3 separate regions of the Mus musculus genome follow, and all the other regions are linked to region 3. A link is a contact called in public Hi-C and promoter capture Hi-C data. All regions are on one chromosome and are shown on one strand. The core of a region is the stretch at or near the end of the contact, and the rest is flanking DNA. Distances in the headings are between cores, read along the strand shown. Region 1 holds the start of Csrnp1 (cysteine-serine-rich nuclear protein 1). Region 2 holds the start of Rpsa (ribosomal protein SA). Region 3 holds the start of Cmtm7 (CKLF-like MARVEL transmembrane domain containing 7).

Evidence for each region. Promoter capture Hi-C pulls out the DNA fragments that hold promoters and counts their contacts. Hi-C and Micro-C count contacts between places; a contact is called where the count stands out from the background.
Region 1: a contact with region 3 is called in a promoter capture Hi-C map of the C10 cell line, with 10 times the contacts expected there. The contact joins the promoter of Csrnp1 here to the promoter of Cmtm7 in region 3.
Region 2: a contact with region 3 is called in a Hi-C map of the G1E-ER4 cell line, with 5 times the contacts expected there. The contact joins the promoter of Rpsa here to the promoter of Cmtm7 in region 3. A contact is called at or near these places in 1 of 39 promoter capture datasets (cranial neural crest) and 1 of 484 Hi-C or Micro-C datasets (the G1E-ER4 cell line).

What each region holds. Positions count from the first base shown.
Region 1 is chr9:119,981,144-119,985,967 of GRCm38.p6, forward strand. Csrnp1 (cysteine-serine-rich nuclear protein 1) reads right to left here and starts at 2,636. Exons shown (of 5, transcript NM_001357562.1): 1 at 2,476-2,636. It overlaps Gm33800 (a long non-coding RNA gene), which reads left to right and starts at 2,702. Exons shown (of 4, transcript XR_871355.3): 1 at 2,702-4,824.
Region 2 is chr9:120,126,070-120,130,533 of GRCm38.p6, forward strand. Rpsa (ribosomal protein SA) reads left to right here and starts at 1,697. Exons shown (of 7, transcript NM_011029.4): 1 at 1,697-1,761; 2 at 2,388-2,553; 3 at 3,089-3,207; 4 at 4,049-4,294. The coding sequence starts at 2,421. It overlaps LOC115485682 (a small nucleolar RNA gene), which reads left to right and starts at 2,711; the gene lies at 2,711-2,866. Gm26448 (a small nucleolar RNA gene) reads left to right here and starts at 3,282; the gene lies at 3,282-3,484. It overlaps Snora62 (small nucleolar RNA, H/ACA box 62), which reads left to right and starts at 4,365; the gene lies at 4,365-4,464. It also overlaps a transcript of Slc25a38 not described here.
Region 3 is chr9:114,779,728-114,784,340 of GRCm38.p6, forward strand. Cmtm7 (CKLF-like MARVEL transmembrane domain containing 7) reads right to left here and starts at 2,266. Exons shown (of 5, transcript NM_133978.2): 1 at 1,941-2,266. The coding sequence starts at 2,075. It overlaps Gm9888 (a long non-coding RNA gene), which reads left to right. Exons shown (of 3, transcript XR_003948087.1): 2 at 364-584; 3 at 1,571-1,945.

The DNA of each region.
Region 1 (4,824 bases), core at 1,386-3,885, 5.2 Mb after region 3:
CCAAGATAAGAACTAAGGCTGAAGAGCGTTAACATTCAAAGCTTCAGGCAGAGTTCTGGAAAGGCCAGGCTGTTTGAGGCGTGAGTGCTGGAGCCCTGGCTGGGTCTGAGGAGAGAGAGGGAGGAAGGGAGGGAAGAAGGGAGGGAGGAGTGCCACCTGGGATCCAGAGGCTGAAAGAAGGCAGAGACAGAAAGACTGTGCAGCAGAGGAGGCCAAGTCAGAAAACGGAATGAAAGATAGCTGAAGAGCCCAAGAAAAGTGCCAGACAGTGAGTCAGGGGGTGGGGGTAGGGCTGCAGCAGCTACTCAGGACTCAAGATCCTGTTCCCAGGGTGAACACAGTCCTGTCCTAGGGTCCTGGAGGAAGGAAAAGCCATTCCCAGGAGCTGGCTCAGACAGAAACACCACACCCCCTGAGGAGCCCCAGAGGCAGGCCCCGGAATCAAAGAGAACCGGGCTCCTTCCGGGATGGTAGCAGAATCTGGGGCCGCCCCCTTCCTGCCACCACACACAGGCGCTGACAGCCCAGAGAACGGAATGTCACCCCAGTCTAGTGACCATAGCTATTTAATACACTGAACCAGCGAAGGCTATTCCACCCAGGCAACAAGCGGCAGCTATTGGAAGCCTCAGCCCGCCAGTGTGCTCCAGTCCCCAGCCCCTTGGCGGCCTTGATTCCCCCTTCCAGGAATCTGAAGAATGTGTCCTTTGACCTCAGAACCCCAGGTCTTGATCAGTCATGCCCCCACCTCCAACACCTAGGGTCACAGGACCCCAGACCCTCCTGAAGGGCTTCCTGGGATGCGGAAAATCACCTACAAGCAGTTCACGGAGACAAAGTGCTGGGCAGCTCAAGACACAGCAGACAGGAAGCACTGACGTACCCCTCCCCCACCCATGCCTCAGAAAGTGATGGGGGGAGGGGACAGTTCCTTCGATTCAGACTCCAGGGCCCTGCCCTGGGTAAATGCCAAATGTTTGCTGGCTGTATAAAATACTCAGTTCTACCCAGGGAAAACTGCACTTGACAGTCACCCCTTCCTCCACCTTAAGCCAGTTTTTCACATTCATTCATTCATTCATCAATCTAATCCTGGCTAAGCTTCCTAAAGGCCAAACACTATGACAGGCATTGGGCACACAGGTAAAGCACCTACAACTAACACCTCTCAAGTAGGAGTTATACAGGATAGGCAAGAAGGGTAGAACTGGGGACGAGGCAGGCTCCTCTGAAGGAGGGATGTTGGCAGAGTTCCAGATTGGGGGGGGGGGGTCACACTGCATGGTACAGGGACTGGAGCAAGGACAGCCAGTGCGCCTTCTGGTGGCGATGCAACTAAGAGGGCCTGTGTTAGCCCGAGGGCACAGGAAGCCACCCAAGTGCGTAAGTAAGGACTGACAATTCTAGATTTGCATGGTTGAAAGATGGCTCAGCGCCTGAGCCAGAGAGGGTGTGACCCGTAGGACACAGGGTAGGGCCAGGTGAACTGACAGGACAAGCGCAAAGGAGAAAAGGGGGTGGATTTGGTGACAGCTCGGGAGATGTGGGCGGGGCTGTCAAAGATTTGGGGGCAGAGAGTATTGACTTACTCTCTGCAGAAGGCTGAGACTTCGGTCCAGAGATGTTGGGTGGGTAGCTAGAGAGGAGGGAGGAATTCTCTGTTGTCAGGAAGGTGGGCTACATCTGGGAGTGACTGTATCGGCAACCCGAGTGACTAAGTGTGTGGCCGTTGCTGTGGTGTAGGCTTTTCTACAGTACATGAAGGCGAAAGGACCTCCGGGAAGGGGAAACTGAGGAAGGAGAGGAAATGCATGCAGAAGAGGGAGTAGAGGTGCGTGGGAGAGAGCCTACGTGTGCCCGCGGGTGGTCGGTGTAGCTGCGCCCCGGTGACTCACGGCAGTGGCCTCTGAGTGTGACGGTGACAGGTGAACATACGACACAATCCTTCTCCCCCCCGCCTCCCTCCCGGGGTCCGTGACTCACCAAGCCTCGCTCATTCCTCACTCATCCCTCCAAACCCTCCCTGACCCCCGCCTGCCGAGGGCGCCCGGCACACGCCGCAGCTCGGGCACCCTCCCCCTAGGGAGCCCGAGGAGGAAGACGACCAATGTCACCTGCCCCGGCCACGCGAGTAACTTCTGAAAAGTTCTCAGGCAACTAGGTCAAAAGGAAACTCACCCGCGGGCACGCGCGCCCCGTCCCACTGCCACCTGCGCCCGGCTTTGGGGCGCCTGGACATCTGGGGTAACCACAACGAGGCGGGGGAGGGGAAGCCTGCCCCCCCCCCGCCACCTCGCAGCCGTGGGCTCTCACTCCAGGCGCCAGATCTCCAGTCGGGCTCGGAGGCCGGATCCCGGCGTCCCCTCCGGAGGACCCAAGGGAGATCAGCGGGGAGCTGGAGTGACAGCGCCACTCACCCGAGACGCCCCCTGCCCCATTTCCCATCCCGCCGCGTTCAGGAACCGTGGCACTCACCTAAGCTAGCAGGGCTCGCCCAGTTCACCGAAGCCACTCGTGTGCCGGCCCCAGGGTCGCAGCGCACACAGCGACCCGCAGTGCGCTCGGCCGGGCGGCCGTCGGTGCAGCCGGCCCAGGTCTGCGCGTCCGGCGGCGGCGGGAGAGACTGGCTCAGCCCCGGCCCCGCCCGCGGCTCCGCCCTCCTCGTCAGTGGAAAACTCCGGGGCTCACGGCGCTGACGCACGCCGGGCCTCCCGCCAGGCCGCCCCGCAGCCCGCAGCCTTCGGCCCCGCCCCGGAGGCACCGCCCCCTCCCCCGCCTCGAGCCTCCCCGCGGACTGTGACCGGGCCGCGACGCCGCTGCTCCGCGCTCGGCTCCTAAGATCGCGGAGCCGAGCTTCGTGCAGAGCCGGGTCCTAGAGATGCCCGCTTCTCCACGCCGAGCAGTCCCGAGCTGCAGACTGGGTAGACTGAGGCTGCGAGCGATGGAAGCTCCTCCCCTGCCTCCACCCGCCCAGGGCAGATTATTATCAATTCAATCTGAGGACCCTTCCCCGGCCCTCACCCCACCTCTTTTTCCCAGATCCCGCAGAAAGTTAGCTCAGACTGGAGACCAGCCAGGGATGAGGAGAGAAGAAAAGGTCATCCTAGGGCCTGGCCTTCACCTCTGCCCTCGGGCCAGAGCCCTTACTCCGAACAATACCTAAAGTAGAGATTGCTGGAACCAGCTTCCCCACCCCCATCCCTCCTTAAAAAAAAAAAAAAAAAGAATCTGGTTTCTCCTAGGCCGGACCCTGGCTACTTACAGCGGATTGCTGCCTCCTCTGCTCCCGCCAAGACCTTCCTTAGGCTCGCAGCCAACTCCCTGTACTACTAGGCAGAAGAAAGTGTGTTCTAGCAGTCAACTTCTCTCTCAGGAGCCCACCCGAGTCCTCGTCAGCCCACGGCAGGGCCAGTTCGACCCAGTACCTAGAGCGCTTTTCTCTCCCGTTCTGACTGCACCGCCTGGAACGTTTCACCCTCACTCTGCTCACCTGAGGGAATCCCAACAACGTCTAGGATGGCTCAGCAAGGACTGCCTCCTCCTCCTGGAAGCCTTCGTGGAAGCTCGACCCTCCCCCTCCCAGCCCCGCTCCCGCTGCATTCTGGGTTCTTCTGACTGTCCTAGATGAATGCTGTCAGTGGCTAGTCCAACCCTCAGGATTCCATTCTCCCCTCCCCCGGGTGTAGTAGGGAGGTGACCTTCTGTCCTGCCTAAATGGCACCGAGGGTGGGGAGGATGACGGGCCCTTTCTTCAGTCTTCAGTCCTGGATGTACATGTGTACAGAGGACAAGCAGAGTGGGGGTGGGGGAGTCAGCCTGCCCTTTATCTGTGGTAATCTGGGGTCTGAGATCCTCAACACACAGCTTTGGTACACAGAAGCTGCCGGGTGGCTGAGTCTGCTCAGGAAATAGTCTACAGGGCTAGCTGAAGAAGCATGTAGCTCAATGGTAGGGCACTTTCTCAGCATGTGAAAAGCTCTAAGTTTAAACCCCATTTTGAGAACAAAACATGGCAGATCCGTGGTGGTGCAGGCCTTTAACTCCAGCATTCAGGAGGCAGAGGCTGGGGAACCTGAGTTCCGGGCAGCCTGGTCTACAGAGCAAGTTCCAGGACGGCCAGGGCTACACAGAGAAACTCGAAAACAAAACATGACCTGGCATGGTGTTGCACACTTTTAATCCCAACACTCAAGAGGCAGAGGCAGGGGGATCTCTGTGAGTTCAAGGTCTACATAGTGACTTCCAAGAAAGCCAGGGCTACGTATCTCAAAAAAACAAAAACAAACAAAAAAACCAAACCAACAACAACAGAACACCACACACCAGCGAACTGCGCATCCGTCGTCTATGGAGGTGACATAGATTTCAGGGCTGTCCCTCCAGGCCCCACATTTCCCTACCACCAGATTCAGCCCTTGCTTCCTTTGCCTGCAGATTTACCGTTCTTGATGACCCAACAATCTTGACACCACCGCTCTTCCTCCTTCACCAGCAGAGGGGTTTTAGAGACTGGGTCTCATGTACCCCAGACTGGCCTTCATAGATTTTTTTTTTTTTTTTTGGGTTTTGGTTTTTCGAGACAGGGTTTCTCTGTATACCCCTTGCTGTCCTGGAACTCACTTTGTAGACCAGGCTGGCCTCGAACTCAGAAATCCGCCTGCCTCTGCCTCCCGAGTGCTGGGATTAAAGGCGTGCACCACCACGCCTGGCTAGATTTTTTTATATAGTGCTGTGGATAGAACCCAGGACTTTGTGGATGTTAGGCAAGCGCTCTATAGACCGAGCTACCTCTCCAGCCCAGAAGCAGGGCTCAGATGAGGCCTA
Region 2 (4,464 bases), core at 447-2,946, 5.3 Mb after region 3:
TAATAAATGCTTTTATTTCTCCAATAACTTTTAAAATGTGAACATTCTGTCATTTAACCAGTTTTTACTTGCAAGTAACTTCATTGGGCCTTAGTTCCCTTTGAAATAGCATGCTCTTATTCCTGAAGGCAGTTAGCTTTTTTTTGTTGTTTTGGTTTTTTTTCGAGACAGGGTTTCTATGTGTAGTCCTGGGTGTCCTGGAATTCACTCTGTAAACCAGGCTGGCCTCGAACTCAGAAATCTGCCTGCTCCTGCCTCCTAAGTGCTAGGATTAAAGGCGTGCAATACCACGGCCCAGCAGCAGTTAGCTTTTCACCATCCTTTCTGTCTAGATAATACCCAAAGACAAATCCTACAGGGACAAGTATATGAACCCAGTGCTCACTTCTAAGCTGAAATAAGGTCATCTTGACTGCTTCAGCCTGGTACCAAGCGTGACCAAGGACAGCCGCAGGGAGCTAGGCCACTCTATTTTTTCTTTTTTTTAAAGACAGGGTTTCTCTGTGTAGCTTTGGCTGTCCTGGAACTCATTTTTGTAGATTAGACTAGCTTTCAACTCGTAGAGATCTGCTTGCCTCTGTCTCCTGAGTGCTGGCTAGGATTACAGGCATAGGCCACCACTACCTGACCTGAACATACCACTTAATAGATTTTAGAATATTCTGTTTTACTTAACAAGATATCTTGATACACATTCACGATGTGGCAAGTTAAATGCTTTGTTCTTTTTAGTTTTACCGTTTTATATTTATTTTTGAGACAGAGTATGACTATAGCTTCAAATTCATGGTCCTCTTGCCCCAGCAAGAACTGAAGAAACCCAGAGCCTTTCGATGTTAGTACTCTACCACGGAGCTGCACCCACACTCCTCTGGGTTTTTGATCTATTATTTTTGTTGTATGCATATATGGTTATCCTTCAGTATCTGTGGGATTTGTTCCAGAACCACCTATGGATGCCAAACCCATAGATGCTCAAGTCCCTAATATAAAATGGTCTGAGCTGGGCGTGGTGGCACACGCCTTTATTTAGCCCCGGCACTCCGGAGGCAGAGGCGGGCGGATTTCTGAGTTCGAGGCCAGCCTGGTCAATAAAGTGAGTTCCGGGACAGCCAGGGCTGTACAGAGAAACCCTGTCTCGAAAAACAAAACAAAACAAAAATAGTCTGGTATTTTCTAATAACCACAACCCTCCCACAGACTCCAAGTCATCTCTAGATTACTTGAGACATGGAATACAGTAATAAACGCTTTGTAAATAGATGACGCATCCAAATTTCTCCCTGCTCCCTTCAACACTTTTGTAATATCTTACTGGGTAACTACTATTTTGTAGTTCTCAAATGTAGGAAGGAGCCAGTACCAGAGGGGCAGGCGGGTGTGTGCTCCTGGAGTTAATCCTGACATAGGTGGCCCAGCTTGAAGCCTATTCGTCACTCAGCGGACCAAAAGCTACGGACTTTCCACGCTCGCTCCCCCCCCCCCACTCCCCCCCCTCGCCCCAGCTACTTCCGGCCTGGGGTCTGTGCAGCGACTGCAGCCGCGCAGGCGCGGGCCACTTTAACTTCCGCTCCGCGCGCGCTACAGCGGGCCCACTCACTGAATCTGCGCGTGCGCCAGAGGCTTTTTCCGGAGCGGAAGTTCTCCCTTTTTGCTTAGCCTGCTTTGCCATTGGCTGGCTGTGGGTTATTTAAGGACGTCATTTCCGGCCGCCCGTCCTTTCGCGCTACCCGGGGACGGGTCCATACGGCGTTGTTCTTGGTGAGTCTCACGTGGAGCCCTCGGCGTCTCCGGACGCCGCGGGACGCGCGCTTACTAGCTTCCCGCGCCATGGGTGGGCGCGGAGGGCGCCGAGGCTGCGTGTGCCGGGGCGGCTTGGCTCCTGGCGGCAGCGCCACGTGCTGGCCCGCAGTTAGGTGGGGCGGGCGCCACTGCGGGGCCCTTCTGCGGTTCGCGCCACGCTCGAGGGCCCTGTCGGCAAGATGCTGGGAAAAGTGCTTGTGAGGCGCATGGAGATGGGACGGGAACTGCCGGCCAGTCTCGAAATACAACTCCCGAAGCACCCCGATCATGGCCGCCTTTGCGCAACTCTCGGTGCAAAGAAGCAGCTATACTTAAGTAGCTATCCTGTAGTCAGTGTGCCTGCGGAGGCGCTAACTTCAACTGTCCAGTTTTTCTATATGTGCTCTGCTGACAAAGTCACTTTCCTTAGTGACTAGGTGGCCAGAAAAATCGAAAGGCAAGGAGGAATAAGAACACAACCCATTTCAGCTCAGATGATGTGCTGCGCCTAGTGGCATACGCCTTTAGTCCCCCTCTCAGGAGGCAGGGCAATCTTGTGAGTTCTAGTGTCAGAAGAAAAAAGATGAATTTTATTCCTTTTTTAGATTCCCATCGTAACTTAAAGGGAAACTTACACAATGTCCGGAGCCCTTGACGTCCTGCAGATGAAGGAGGAGGATGTCCTCAAATTCCTTGCTGCGGGAACCCACTTAGGTGGCACCAACCTTGACTTTCAGATGGAGCAGTACATCTACAAAAGGAAAAGTGACGGTCAGTTGCCACCTGTGATAGTCAGTTCCTGACTATGGTGCTCTAATGGGTATAGTGCCTGGTAACTGAATGGTTGGTGTTGGAGTGCTACTCTGGCTTGTGATGTAACTAAGAGGATGTGTGGGAAGGGGCCAGAGGTCATGGAGGACTGACTGACCCTGCACACTATTAAAGCTCAGAGTGGAGGCCAGTCTTGGCCAGTGAACTTCTGAGTGTCGGAAGTGTGCTACATTGAATTTATGGCAGGATTTTCGCTAACACCAGTAGAGCTTGCCTCTATGACTGGAGTTTGGTAGTGGTCACTGCCACATGCGTATGCCTTACCTTCCCACAGTGTCCATTCACAAGGCTATGAGGCTAGCAAGCCTGTCTGGGACACCCACTTTAAACTACTTGTTGCTGGGTGTGGTGGTTTCACACCCTTTAATCCTAGTGTTTAGGAGGCAGTCAGGAGTCTGATCAGCCAGGTCTGCAGAGTGACTGCCAGACTTCCTGCCTTGGGAAGCTCCTCAGAGAGTTCCGTTTGCTGGCCTAGGTATCTACATCATAAACCTGAAGAGGACCTGGGAGAAGCTGTTGCTCGCAGCTCGAGCTATTGTTGCCATCGAGAATCCTGCTGACGTCAGCGTCATCTCCTCCAGGAACACTGGCCAGGTTTGTGGCATGCATGTGCTTTTGTTTGGGGGTCAGTAATCGATAGAGTACATTGGGCATACAAAGCAAAGTATCCAACGTGGACAACCCAGGAGGTCACTCTCCCTGGGCTCTGTCCTAGTGGCATAGGGGAGCATAGGCCTTGCCCAGTGACGTACAGTCCCTTTCCACGGCGTTGGAGATGAAGCTGGGCTTTGTGCCCGCGCCTGCATATTCCTACGACTTCTCAGAGTCCTGTGGACAGTGACTGAGGAGGCAAACCATGCAGGAAACAGTGCTGACTCGGTGGCAAACAGAGCTTTGTGTTAGAGGAAATTGGTGCTGACTTAAGGGAAAGGCAACGTCAGACACAAACAAAATAGCCAAGTTAAGTCTTTGTTAACATGTATATCAGTTGATAAAACAATGAGATATGAACTGTTGAGATAGTTTTGGTACGTGGTGGCTTAAAACCATCCATAGTTCTGTTCAAGGAGATCCAATACCAAACCACCATGTGTGGGGGTGATATACTTTTGTACATTGCAGGATAACCACTCCTAAATTAACTAAAGAACTATCCACAAACAGAGGAGGGGGGGTGATGAGCTTGCTCTGTGTTCGGATAAATTTGTCAGGTGTTTGCTGAGTACCTGTAACTGTCCTTTGGGGGGCTTGGGCATGTGAGAAACTTGAGTCAGGTGCCTCACACTAAGGCATCATGCAGGTGTTACAGTTAGCCTAAGAATGTGCTTCAGCACAGTACTTTGATGCTTTGGTGTTTGATAGGTGACTAGAAGTGGGTATCAGCAGTTTCCTCGTGAAGCATGCATGATAATGCTGACTCAATCTCCCTTCAAAGCGAGCTGTGCTGAAGTTTGCTGCTGCCACAGGAGCCACTCCGATCGCTGGCCGCTTCACACCTGGGACCTTCACTAACCAGATCCAAGCAGCCTTCAGGGAGCCACGGCTTCTAGTGGTGACCGATCCCAGGGCTGACCATCAGCCACTCACAGAGGCCTCTTATGTCAACCTGCCCACCATTGCTCTGTGTAACACAGATTCTCCCCTGCGCTATGTGGACATTGCCATCCCATGCAACAACAAGGTACTTGGTCTTGCAGAGCTGACAGAGGCACTGGGGAAGCCTTCACCGTCCCCTGCACATTGTTAGAGCTTGGAGTTGAGGTCACACGCTGGTCGATGAACTCACAAGTGTAGGTAGTGTGCTAAAAGAGTGGCAAGGTTTTCGCTAACACCCCACTCTGGTCCAGTGAG
Region 3 (4,613 bases), core at 1,016-3,515:
CCGTCCTTAGTTTTTAAATTATGTACGTATATCTGTGTGTGAGTGGGTGCATGTGAATGCAGGTGCCAGAGGGAGTCAAAGGCATCAAATCTCCCTGGAGTTATAGAGCCACCTGAAGTGGGTGCTGGGAATTGAACTCGGGACCTCTGGAATGGCAGTACAGAGTCTTAACCACTGAGCCATCTTCCCAACCCCAGCCTTTCTGGTTCTTAAGGTAATATGTTGAAAATTCTCTTGGTCAGAACAAGCTAAAAACACTTCACAGAACCAGAGGTCTGTATGTCACTGAGCCACGGGCAAATTGGGATTGTGACCCCCCCGAAGGGCGCTCACAGCGCATCTGCTTCTGTTTACCCTCAACAGATAAGCAGAGGATTCTGACAGTGGAGATCCCAGTCAGAGTTGCGGGGCAGAGCAGGAGCCAGCCAGGGCCAAGCAGGCAGCCTCACTCCCAGGACTTGGTCATCTTTCTACGGGGTTTTAACTGGAGCATGCAGAGAGGCGGCGGGCCCATGACGTCATGGTTAAAATCCACACTCACTGATTTTGGACAAGCTCTGTATCACTGTCATCCAAAGCACACAGTAAGTATCCCTGCTCCTCAGTCTCACGGACCAGCATTCTCATCGCCATTAATTTTGTGCACCCAAGTCACGGCCCAGCAAGGGCATTCCCTTCCCATCGGCTTCCCTTATGGATCAAGGCAGAGGCCTGATCCAAATCTCTGCCGCGGCCCTCGTCTTCGCATGGGCGTAAGACTGTAAAGTCTCTTTGACTCCAACCATCCTTTAATGATCAAAGAGGTGGCCTCTCGGGCTTTTATTTGGCTGATCAAAGCCCTTAGCCTGGGTCCCACACACCATCCACTCAAATCCAAGACTGCTTAGCACCAGACCTTTTTAGTTCCGTATTAAAACTGCCTGTGTCCCAATCTTGGTCCATTTAGGCACCCTTCTCAGGAGAGGCGGAACGTCTTCCTCCCACCTTTCTACACTCTAGGCATCCAAAATAACGGTTATGGAAGGCACAAAGCTCTGGCCCTGTACCAGCCCCGGGGGGGGGGGGTCGGGGAGGGGGGAGGCTGCTCCAGCTTCGCTGGCAGGTCCCAGCTTCCGGGTCTGTGACCTTGCACTGGGGTCCCTACATCTCTCCGCAGCTTTCTACAAACCACCACTCCCCTCTCCACCCATGATAAGTAGGGAATTCAAACGGCCCAGCCCAGTTTCAAAACACACCACACAAACAGAAAAGGTATTGTAGACGAGACATTTGCACAGAGGTTGAAAAACAAAAACGGGAGGGAAAAAAGAAGGGTGGGTAGAGAGCGAACAGGATCAGGCCTGGTAAACTTCTGGTCGGGCCAGAAGCTTTTGTGCAGCTCTGGTCACAGTAACAGCCGGCTGCTCGCCTTGCCCTGCCTGGCTCCAAGCGAGCACCAGAAGCCCCCTAGCCACAAGCCTGCCTAGTTAACCTAGTTAACTAGTTCTGCCTTCTGAGGCGCCTCGGAAGGCTGACAGGGCGCAGGGGACCTGGCGATGGTCTGAAAGGCGGCGCTTCTCCCGATCCCCAGCAGAGATTCGAAAGTCAAGCCGAGCCCTCTTGTCGCCGAGCTCTACCCTCTCGGGCGGGAGCCCGTGCGCGGCCTGGAGATGGCAGGGGATAGCAGGAGACTCTCCCTCCCCCAGCCCGGGTGCGAGACGTGCGGCCTGGAGAAGAGGAAGGAAGACGAGGAGGAACTCGCACCCCGGGTTTCGGTGGGGAAGTGAGCTGGGCCCGGTAGGGAGGCAGCTGGAGAAGTGAGGGGGCCAGGGATCCTGTCGGCTGTTCCCGGAACTTTCTAGGGGGACACTGGGGCATCAAAGGGGCGCGCGGTGCTCCCAAGGTCCGGGCCAGGTGCAGCCCCGTGTACGGGTCCCCAGGTTCCACTCCACTCTTCTTACCATCTGCGCCACTTTGAACAGGGCGCCGTGGGTGAGCGGGTACACCCGGTCCAGCAGTCCCTCCGAGGGCTGGCCTGGCCCCAGCGCGCCGCCGCTGCTGCACGTGGTCCGGACGAGCCCCGATCCATGAGACATCGCGCGACCCAGCCCGGGCTGGCCGCCTCCGAGGCCCGGGGACCTCTGGCCGGTGAAGCTGGGACGGGACGGGGCGGAGCCTCAGGGGCGGGGCGCACGGCTCCCTCTTCCCAGCTGCGGCCGGACCCGGAGAGGACTCGGGAGCAGATGCCCCGCAAGCCCCTGCCCTCTAGACACGCGGAAGTTGGACTGGCGTGGGCAGGAAACCGGACGCCTGGGGCCCTGGCCTCTCCCAGGAGCGCACCGCCCAGGTCACAGCTGGTGATGAGCCTCCAGGGATTTTTTGTGTGGGTGCGGCTGCTACTAGGTACTGACACGAGTAGGGGGAAATGCCCTGAGCATACCGTGCTGCGCTGTTCATTTCTGCTTCTGTGTGTGTGCACGGGGCACGCACCTGTGCCACCATCACCTACAGCAATAAAAACAGGTCCATCGCCTCAGGACCTTCCTCCCCCACCCTCCCACCATTCTGCTTTCTTTCTTATTATTTTTTTTTGTTGTTGTTATTTTTGCCTTTTTTTCTTTCTTTCTAAAAACATACTCTCTCTTGCCAGAGTTGGGTAGCACTTATTTTTAATTCCAGCACTAGGAAGGCAGAGGCAGGAGGATCTCTGTGAGTTCGAGGTCAACCTAGTCTACATAGTGAGCCCCAGGACAGCCAGGACTACACAGAGAGATCCTGCCTCAAAAACAAACAAAACAAACAAACAAGCCAGGCTCTCAGTGTGTACCACTGGCTAACCTGGAACTCCTGTATAAACCCAGCTAGCCTCAAACTCGCAGGTATTCTCCTTGCCTCTGCTTCCCGGGTGCTGGAATGATACCATACCCAACCGAGGTGACTCTAGGCACTGTCAAAGTCGACAGTTAAAGCTAATCAGGACACCACTCTCAGCATCGCAGTACATCTTTTTAAGTATGTATGTGTGTGTGTGTGTGTGTGTGTGTGTGTGTGTGTGTATACAGAGGCCAGTGGAGGATGTCTAGTGTCCTGCTCTGTCACTCTGTCTACCTTACTCTTCGGTGAAGAGAGATTCGTCTATCTCAGGACATAGAAAATGTCTGATAAAAGCAGCCTAAGAAAAGAGGAGAGATTCTTTTGTCTCATGATGGAATGTTTACTTTTCTTTTCCTGGTCTGTTATTGGACCTGGGGTGAATAGAAGTTTGTTTGTCTCAGTGTTAGAAGTCAAACAACACCAGGTTAGTCCTAATTTATGCTCCCTGCCCACACGCAGGGTTTCTCTGTATATTACTGGCTGTCCTGGAACTCACTCTGGAATCCAGGCTGGCCTCAAACTCAGAGATCTGTCTGCCTCTGCCTCCCCAGTACTGGGGTTAAAAGCGTGTGCCACTACTGCCTAAGACTTTTTTTTTTAAATAGATTCTTTGATTTTTTTTTTAACTTAGTGAATTTATTTTATGTGTATGGGTGTTCTGCCCACATCTAGCTCTGTGCGCCATGTGTGTGCCGGGTGCCTGCAGAAGCCAGAAGAAATTACAAAGCTGGAGTTACAGTTTTAAGTTGCCATGTGCAGGCTGGGAATTGAACTTGGGTTCTCTGGAAGAGCAGCTGGTGCTCTTAATCATTCAATGAGTCATCTCTCCAGTCCAAGGAAGACTTTTTTGTTTTGATAGTCAACAAGATTGAAGCCTCATCAAAAGTTAAAATGGCCAGAGATCAGACTATACATTTTGCTAATATGCTCAGCCAAAATGGTTACCCCTTATAACGCCAAAAACCCCACAGTCTCCTCTTCTCTCATGTATTCTAAGTACCTACCTTTGCATAGGTCCCAGCTTACAGCATCAACCGTATCAGATGTATCAAACCTTCCCTGCCCATGACAGTGTCCTGCTTACAGGTCACTTTTTGTGTACTTGCCTTTGAGACACGGTCTCACTAAGTATCCCTGGCTGTCCTGGAACTCGGTAGGAAGACCAACCTGGCCTTGAACTCACAGAGATCCACATGCCTCTGCCTCCGAGTGCTGGGATTAAAGGTGTGCACCATCTGTATGTTGTTTATTTTAAAGTTGTCAGACTCAAGGCTGTGCAGGCAAGCTTGGCTGTGAGCAATTTTCTACTCTAAACTTCTAGTTTGGGCAGGAGAGGGTGGGTGGGTAACTGAGCAGGGTTTGGTTGCAGGTGACAGCTAGACCAGCAGGCATTAGCAGGAGCCTGATTTTTAAAAATTATTTATTTATAAATTATTATTATTATTATTTTGTAGCAGGACCTAAACTGGCTCCAGGCATCTTTGAAAATGAACAGCTAGATTTCATTTCTAACAGGGCTCGTCAAGAAGGCTAGACTGGGCAGCAAGTCTCAGGGATTCTCCTGTCTCTGCCTCTGCAGTGCAGGGGTTGCAGGCCCTGCTGCCTCACCCAGCTTTCTGTGTGGGTGCAAGGATCAGAGCTCAGGTCCTCAAGTTTGTGCAGGGAGCACTTTAACTCGACGAGACGTCACCTCAACATGAGTCCTTTCTAGGTTAGCTCTTCCTGTGTGCACACGTGTGCAGTGGACACGTGTGTGCATC